Linked DNA regions of Gasterosteus aculeatus: region 1 is linked to region 2. The links are chromatin contacts, called in public Hi-C maps. All regions are on one chromosome and are shown on one strand. The core of a region is the stretch at or near the end of the contact, and the rest is flanking DNA. Distances in the headings are between cores, read along the strand shown. Region 1 overlaps rap1gap2a (RAP1 GTPase activating protein 2a). Region 2 overlaps rap1gap2a (RAP1 GTPase activating protein 2a).

Evidence for each region. Hi-C and Micro-C count contacts between places; a contact is called where the count stands out from the background.
Region 1: a Hi-C map of whole body shows a contact between it and region 2, with 3 times the contacts expected there. The contact joins two enhancer-like sites. A contact is called at or near these places in 5 of 6 Hi-C or Micro-C datasets (blood and trunk muscle, skeletal muscle, tail fin and 1 more).

What each region holds. Positions count from the first base shown.
Region 1 is chr1:3,704,879-3,708,619 of fGasAcu3.hap1.1, reverse strand. The region is part of intron 2 of rap1gap2a (RAP1 GTPase activating protein 2a); the gene reads left to right. Among protein-coding and RNA genes, the nearest start is that of rap1gap2a, 24 kb to the left of the region's middle. Within about 2 kb of position 1,734, at least 2 of the 9 cell types and tissues checked have open chromatin away from gene starts, as enhancers often do.
Region 2 is chr1:3,670,730-3,674,180 of fGasAcu3.hap1.1, reverse strand. It overlaps rap1gap2a (RAP1 GTPase activating protein 2a), which reads left to right. Exons shown (of 24, transcript XM_040172518.2): 7 at 142-363; 8 at 456-559; 9 at 994-1,072; 10 at 1,627-1,680; 11 at 2,316-2,399; 12 at 2,508-2,608; 13 at 3,032-3,161; 14 at 3,399-3,451. Among protein-coding and RNA genes, the nearest start is that of LOC120816903, 11 kb to the right of the region's middle. Within about 2 kb of position 1,885, at least 2 of the 9 cell types and tissues checked have open chromatin away from gene starts, as enhancers often do.

The DNA of each region.
Region 1 (3,741 bases), core at 485-2,984, 35 kb before region 2:
GCGTTATGTCCCAATTTACCAACACACCACAAGCAGATACAAACGATGCCGCTGCAAAAAAACCCGAAAACAATTGTCTAATGTAGGGGGGGGTCATTGTGCGACCCCCTTTCCTCGGCCTTGGGTCGTTTTTATTGGACCGGGTGGCCGGTGCTGCACTACACAGCTGTTACTCATTCACTCATTTCCAACCAATGATTTACCAAGAAGGGACGGGTGACTGCGGGAGGGGGAGGTGTGGTCACTTTCACCGCGTGGCAACCGCATTAAATGTGACGCTAGTTTGTGGTATTTGAGGACGAAGCCGTGATTTAGTATGAACTCGGCACGCCGTGATGCCGAGCGTAGTTGTCTGTGTCACAGTCGACCACCAGTAGTCCGGCTGATGGATCATTCATCAAAACGCCACTTTGGACGCTGTCTGGGCAAGAGAGCTGTGTGTGTGTGTGTGTGTGTGTGTGTGTGTGTGTGTGTTCTGCTCTGACTCTCACAGGACTCCTCCCTGGTTACATTGGTCGTTTTTCATACACACACACCACAAGACATTTTTATCACCTTTTCCTAGTTTATTGGCCCTATTTCCCAGGAAAAAGTGGCTTCGGTGTGTGTGTGTTGTATCGGCCATGTTGCGTCTCCTTAGCATTGTGTGTGTGTGCGCTTACTGCCGTCATCACTGGAGGTAAAAAGGAGCTCGGTCGTACAGACGAGGCCGTCTCCGTCTCCCTCCATGTCTCCCTCGACCTGTCCCCTCCTGAGACGCGCCCTTTGTCCCCCGCGACACCTCTCGAGTGCAAATGTCCTCTGCACACGCACGTTCTGATGGAGCGTGACTCGCAGCGAAGTTCCAAACAACACGCCGAGTACGGCGGTTTTAATCAGTCGCAACACTTCAGCTCAAATGGAAGTAATGAAACAACAATGACGCACTAATTACCTTTGCTACAGTCTGTTTCCCATTGGAATACGACAGCTGTGATCCATCTTCTGTTGATAAAAGCTTTTATAGTTATAACAGACCAGGTGGCTAATGCATGTTACTTTTTTTATTTTACAATTTCAGCAGACATTTCTCGGCAGAACACTCAGATCCCCAAACTAACGTAGCGCACGCTTTTTAACCACAGCAGCAGGAGCCATGCACAACAATGCACATTTATGGCATTTATATGTGCTTTATGTGGGGAAGGTTACAGTCCCCCCCCCCCCCCCCGGCTCCTCGCGGATGTGATGTTGTGTCTTCTCAGTGGGAGGACGCCTCAGAGGGCGTTTAGTCATATTTTTCATACGTGCGTCAACAGTCTTCATTGTTGCAGTGAGAGATTGTTGGGTCCGCAGGTGATGTTGTGGAAAGCGCAAATTATTACCTTTTTCAAACTCGTCTCTTTTGGTGCAGTTAGAGAGCTGTTGGATTTGGCCCCGCCCCTTTTTGTCAGACAATTTGACAACCACGTGATGCACAGAGGGCTCAAAGATGATGGTTATGTAAGTGTCCCACGTCCTCCTTTATTCCAAACAGTTGCTGCTCCGGTCTGATCCTCGATGACCTCATGTTCCTCACTCGGACACATGAGGCACGGGGCTCGTGTTCGGGTGCAGCAGAGAGCGAAACAGCTGAGTTTTAATGAGCTCATATTCTATCCGTCACCTGATCTCAATCGCTAAGGCCGACCCTGTGTGTGCATATGCATGTGTGCGTGTGTGTGTGTGTGTGTGTGTTGACCGTCACCCACCACACACTCTGTCGCTCTCCTCCTTCTCCATCTGTCACCCCTTGGCAAACACATGGTGTCTTGTTTGGCCGAGTCAGCAAGGCCCTTGGCTCTACATGTATAGTCACACACACACACACACACACACACACACACACACGCTCCTCCGTCCCTCCTTCGTTTGTCGTGTGTGCGACAACCGGAAAGATGTTTGCAGGTTTGCAACAGGGGACGAGGCCGGCAGAAGCATCATGGGACACAGAATTAATCCTTTTTTATTAATCAGTAAAAGTGCCGTGAGAGAATAATTTACATGTCATCAAATAAGCCGATTTACAACTTGCTGCAGATAAAATCCATTATAAGTCATTGTTAAGTGCTACAATTTGTCATTTGTTAGTGTTTTTAGTGGAGGTGGAGTCTGAAGAGGTGTGTCTGTGTTTGAAGATGTGAAGATCTCGTTCCACTCTCCTATTACGCATAAATACTGATAGTTGGGGTCAGAGAGAGAAACCGTCTTGACACCGATGAATGACTTTGACCCTCATTATTTATCCACAACTGTTTATTTGTACAGTTCAATATCACATGAAGTGTGAGAGCCCTCTAAGACCAGAAGTATAAGACACTTAGAAAGTAGAACTGGAGACAGATTTGGACCTTGGATGTGGGAGATGAATGTGGGGAAAAAAGGCATCTGAGCCCCAAAAAATAAGACATCAGCAAAATACAACACTTGATGACATTTTAAACCAGGGGTGTCCAACTCATCTCAGGTTCGGGTCCACTTTGATGCTTTCGCCTTAACTATTATTTTAACAGAGAAAAAAGGAATATAATTCAGACACCAACATATAATCAGCATTTGAAAAACATTTAATATACTTCACGGTCTGTGGGTACACGTTTGTGTTATTTTACATGTGCATTACTTTTATAAAAGCAATTTCCTCTGTCCGGTGAGTAATAACTCACTTATGTTTCTTTGCCTGAGAGGGACAGAAAGCACGCTGCAGTAAAGTTATTTTGAAGTAATAATCCAGCACCCGCTGTGGTTTGTTTGCTGATATGGTACAACAGTGATTCATGAAGCTTTTTTTATTTTAAAAACAGCTGTGGGAAAAAGCTCCATCGCTCTGTTGATGATTTATTGCCTGCAGAGAAAACGGGTAGTTAGCATGAGAGACTCAGATATGAGCGCCAACACAGAGTCACTTAAATCTTATTAACGGGAAGAACACATGAACAGCTTGATTGGACAGGAGGCGGCGAGTTTACCTTCTCTGAGACGGAACACAGTTTTATTTTTTACATTTTTTTTTTGAAGAACAAAAATCCGAATTCATCTTCAGAACTGGTCTGTGTTCAAAAACCATGAATCAAAAGCAAGAGAAGTAGATTTTATTAAAAAAGCAAACAAATCAAATACCATCTGCAATTACCTGTTTTCTCTGATGTAACTGGGATTTTTCTAAAGAAGAAGACGTTTGTTAACAAAACAGCAGGGCGCTGCAGGTGTAAAAAACGTGCTTTGAAGATGAGCAAACAGGGGATTTGTTGGGAACTATTTTCTTGGTGGAATATTGCACATTAAGTAGCAGCGAGCTGCTTCGGTCACACAGACATTAACCGTTAAAATGATCAGTTGTTAACACTGCAAAGGGCAGTAAATTGTCTCTCTGTGATGATGCGTTATTCCACGCTGACGCTTAACTTCTGATTTCAGCTAAAAGGGCAAAAGCAAGAAGCCCGCTGCTGAGTGGGAAATTATACCGAACGAGACACGAGAAAGAGGAACCGTCAGCGGTCATACAAATGACACGTGCCGAGTGCTCTGCGGGATTCTGTTTCCCCGTGAACCTCGTTATAAATCACTCGACTCTGGCTTCCCTCGAGTGTCCTGCGGATGTCTCCGTGTGCACGGACGTGTGTCTCGGCATCACGCTGTGTGCTTCTCACGGCCTGCGTTCAAGCACTGATTCGGGGGGAAAGGATCAGCATGTTCTGTGGGAGGGAGGGAGGGGAGTTGACA
Region 2 (3,451 bases), core at 636-3,135:
ACGGCATTCAAACCCCTTTTAATGTGCAGACGACAATAGCTAACGCATTCAAAGCACAAGCACCTTTTGTTTTTAACTGCACGATTAACAAGCCCCCGGAACTATTACCATGTGTCCTTCCTCCCGTTCCCCCGTGGGCAGGTCCTGGAGAAAGGCGGCCCGTACCCTCAGGTGATCCTGCCCCAGTTCGGGGGTTACTGGATCGAAGACGCGGAAGCACCGGTGGGGACCCCCTCGTCCTCAGAGTCCAGCTTCTGCGAGGAGGAGGACGGAGGGGAGGGCATGAGCCCCGCTGGGGGCCACAACTACCGCCTGGAGTGCAACAGCACGGCGCGCGCCTACCGCAAACACTTCCTCGGCACGGTCAGTGTCAATGTCAGCGGCGCCGCCTCCCTCCCCCAACCCCCCCCCCTTTGTCCCTCACACCAACTGCTTTTCTCCACCCCTCCATCTAGGAGCACATGAACTACTACTGCACCGGCAGCAGCATCGGCCACCTCATCATGTCCCTGAAACACGAGGAGGCCGAGGGACAGGAGTTCCTGCGCATCATGCTCAGGTACAATGAGCCGGGGGGGGGGCCCTTTTCTTTTGTGCAGTCCCGTGTTTCACTTTGGTCCGAGGTCGTGAGGTTTCGTAAGGAAACAGCTCTGCTGCCGTCGGCCCAGTTGGTGGCATTTTTTTTCATCAAAAGAAAAGCAACGAAGCAACGGCGTGTTGTCGATTGTGGGCCGTGGTGACGATAGATGGTGGCTAATCTCCTCTTTGACAGATGACAGATGATACAAGTAAACAATATGGCCATATTATTGCCTTTATCACCACATTGGGCATCTTTTTTTTTTTTTTCTTTGAGACTGAACTCACCGTGATCATAACTACTTTCACCCAATTGCTTAAAAACAAGGAGCAGCAAAGGTCCCGAAACGTCTTCCCTGGAATAAAGACCGTAATCATCGGACCAGCTGGGCTTCTGTTCTTGTCCCCTCGCAGGTCGAGGATCAAAACCGTCCACGACAGGATCTCTTTGGCCGGCATCAACCAGCTGCCCAGTGTGCCGCAGATTGCCAAGGTAAGTTCAGAAGCACACCGGGTTTAAACAAAGGGTCATTTGCGGCCGCACATACACGCGACGCAGAGCTTGAAGGAGAAGGACGTTGTTTTCAGCAGCGTCAATCATCGTAGAATACTTTCACATCAACGCTTGATTTACTTTAGATTCACTTTTCTAAAACTACCTCGGTAAATGTTGCAAATGGAGTTTTAAAAGAGGCGAAAATGTGTCCTTGAGGTGGAACTAGAGCCGGCTTGTTTAGAGGTACCGATGTGAGGAGAGATATGTCTCCAAACGCACACCGTGACAGTGAATCACTCAAACCCTCAAGCAGCATACTTTTGATTATTCACGTTCAAAAGAGAAATGAAAGTAAACAACCAGTTTTGCTTTGTCTCAATCAACCCAACAGAGATGATCATGGACGTGCACATTGTTTATTTGGTCTATGGTACTTATTGAGTTTCATGTTTTTTTCTACGGAAACGTTGGATCTGGTGCGGCACACACTGGAATACCTTCCATGCTTCGTAATGAGACTTTTTTTTCACACGTCTTTTTCCTTCTCTCAGCTTCTGTGTGACGATGCCACGGGGCTGAAGTTCAACCCCGTCCTCTACCCTCGGGTGAGTTTCTCCCACTCTGCAACCTCATTAAATCCAGTCTGACCCGCGCTCACCCAGCCTGTTATACATTTATTCATTCACGCTGACATTAGTTACCTCGCCCCGGCCTCCGTCTTGCTCCTACGGGGTGAAAAGGGAGGAGCACGGCACGGCACGACGTGCTAATGCTACAGCAATTCTGCCTCTGTGCCCACACGTCGGCACACCCTCGTAACCCGGAAGAAATAGCGCAGAGCTTGTTCCATGTTACAGTCAGGGGCTCCGTACCGCTCCGGCATCCGCCCTGTTCGCCGACTACATTATTAAAAAGCGGCAACTCCCTCGAGCACACGCGATGGATCTGTTTCTCGTCCTGTGGGCCAGACGGAGGGCTGTGACGGAGCGTGTTTTCAGCGCCTCAGGAAAGGAAAAAAGAAAACCATCTGTGTCTCAGTCTGCACGATGGGGCCGCAGCGAGTTCACTCCCGTCGCTGAGGGCCGTGACAGTTTGTCGCATGTCGGGCCTTACGTAACACGGGGGGAAAATAAAAAATAAATAAATAACCCGGCCCCGGAGTCGCGCCGGAGAGAGTGAGGTGCTGGAAGTCGCCATGGGTAACAAGGAGGTTGTTGTTGTTGTTGTTGTGTGCACACAGGGGTCCCAGCTGATGGTTGCTTATGATGAACACGAGGTGAACAACACCTTCAAATTTGGAGTCATCTACCAGAAGTTTGGACAGGTGAGCGGTGGCGTTGACCTTGCCAGTGAACTCCGGTTCAACCCAAACTCGTCATTAGATCTATCTCATCCTCCGATTGTGTCTCTTATATCTATTTATCGAGCCCAGACATCAGAGGAGGAGCTGTTTGGGAACAACGAGGAGACGCCAGCTTTTAAGGAGTTCATCAGCATCCTGGGCGACAACATTGAACTTCTGGACTTCAAAGGGTAACGAAACAAGTCGAGTGCATTTGAATTGAGGGAAATAAAAGAGCGCGGGATTTTGAAATCATGCAAATGAGGAGAGTCCAGAGAGGTCAAGGCGGATGAAAAGAATCACTTTGTTATAGTGAATAGAGAAGGCTTTCACTGCTGTAACCTTGGAGCAATTTTTCCTGCTGTTTGGGCTCAGCGTGCAACTGCGATAAACCGCTTCGCGAAACAGATCTGAGAGGAGAAAGTGCCACGTGGACGTGTAATTAGAGCTCAGTACATCCTCTTTATTGTCACGCAGCTGAGACATTAACAGCAAACTGCACAGGAACATGTGATGGAACTGGCATTTCCAATGCTCAAAATGTAATCCTTCATTTCCCTGAAGGCCGGAGGCCTCGCAGGGAATGTGACGCAATCGCTTTGATAATGTGACAGGTTTCGCGGCGGGCTGGATGTCTCCCACGGACAGACCGGCTCCGAATCCGTCTACACGGTCTTCAGGCGCAGGGAGATTATGTTCCACGTGTCCACCAAGCTTCCCTTCACCGAAGGAGACGTCCAGCAGGTACAAGACTTTGACGCTTCACTGTTGTTACGCCCGAGGCGCGATGGATTCAGAATCCTTTGGCTCACAAATAGATGGAACCAGTCGTATAGTACGTGTGCAGTTTGGAGAATGTGGAATGCTGTTCTCGTTGACAACTCAAATGCATGTTATTGGCTGGCTGTTCGGCCCCTACAACCTCCCTCTGAAACAAAGATCCCTGGTGGACACCAACTCAAATGGATTTCTCCCCTTTAGCTCCAGAGGAAAAGGCACATAGGAAATGACATTGTGGCCACAGTCTTCCAGGA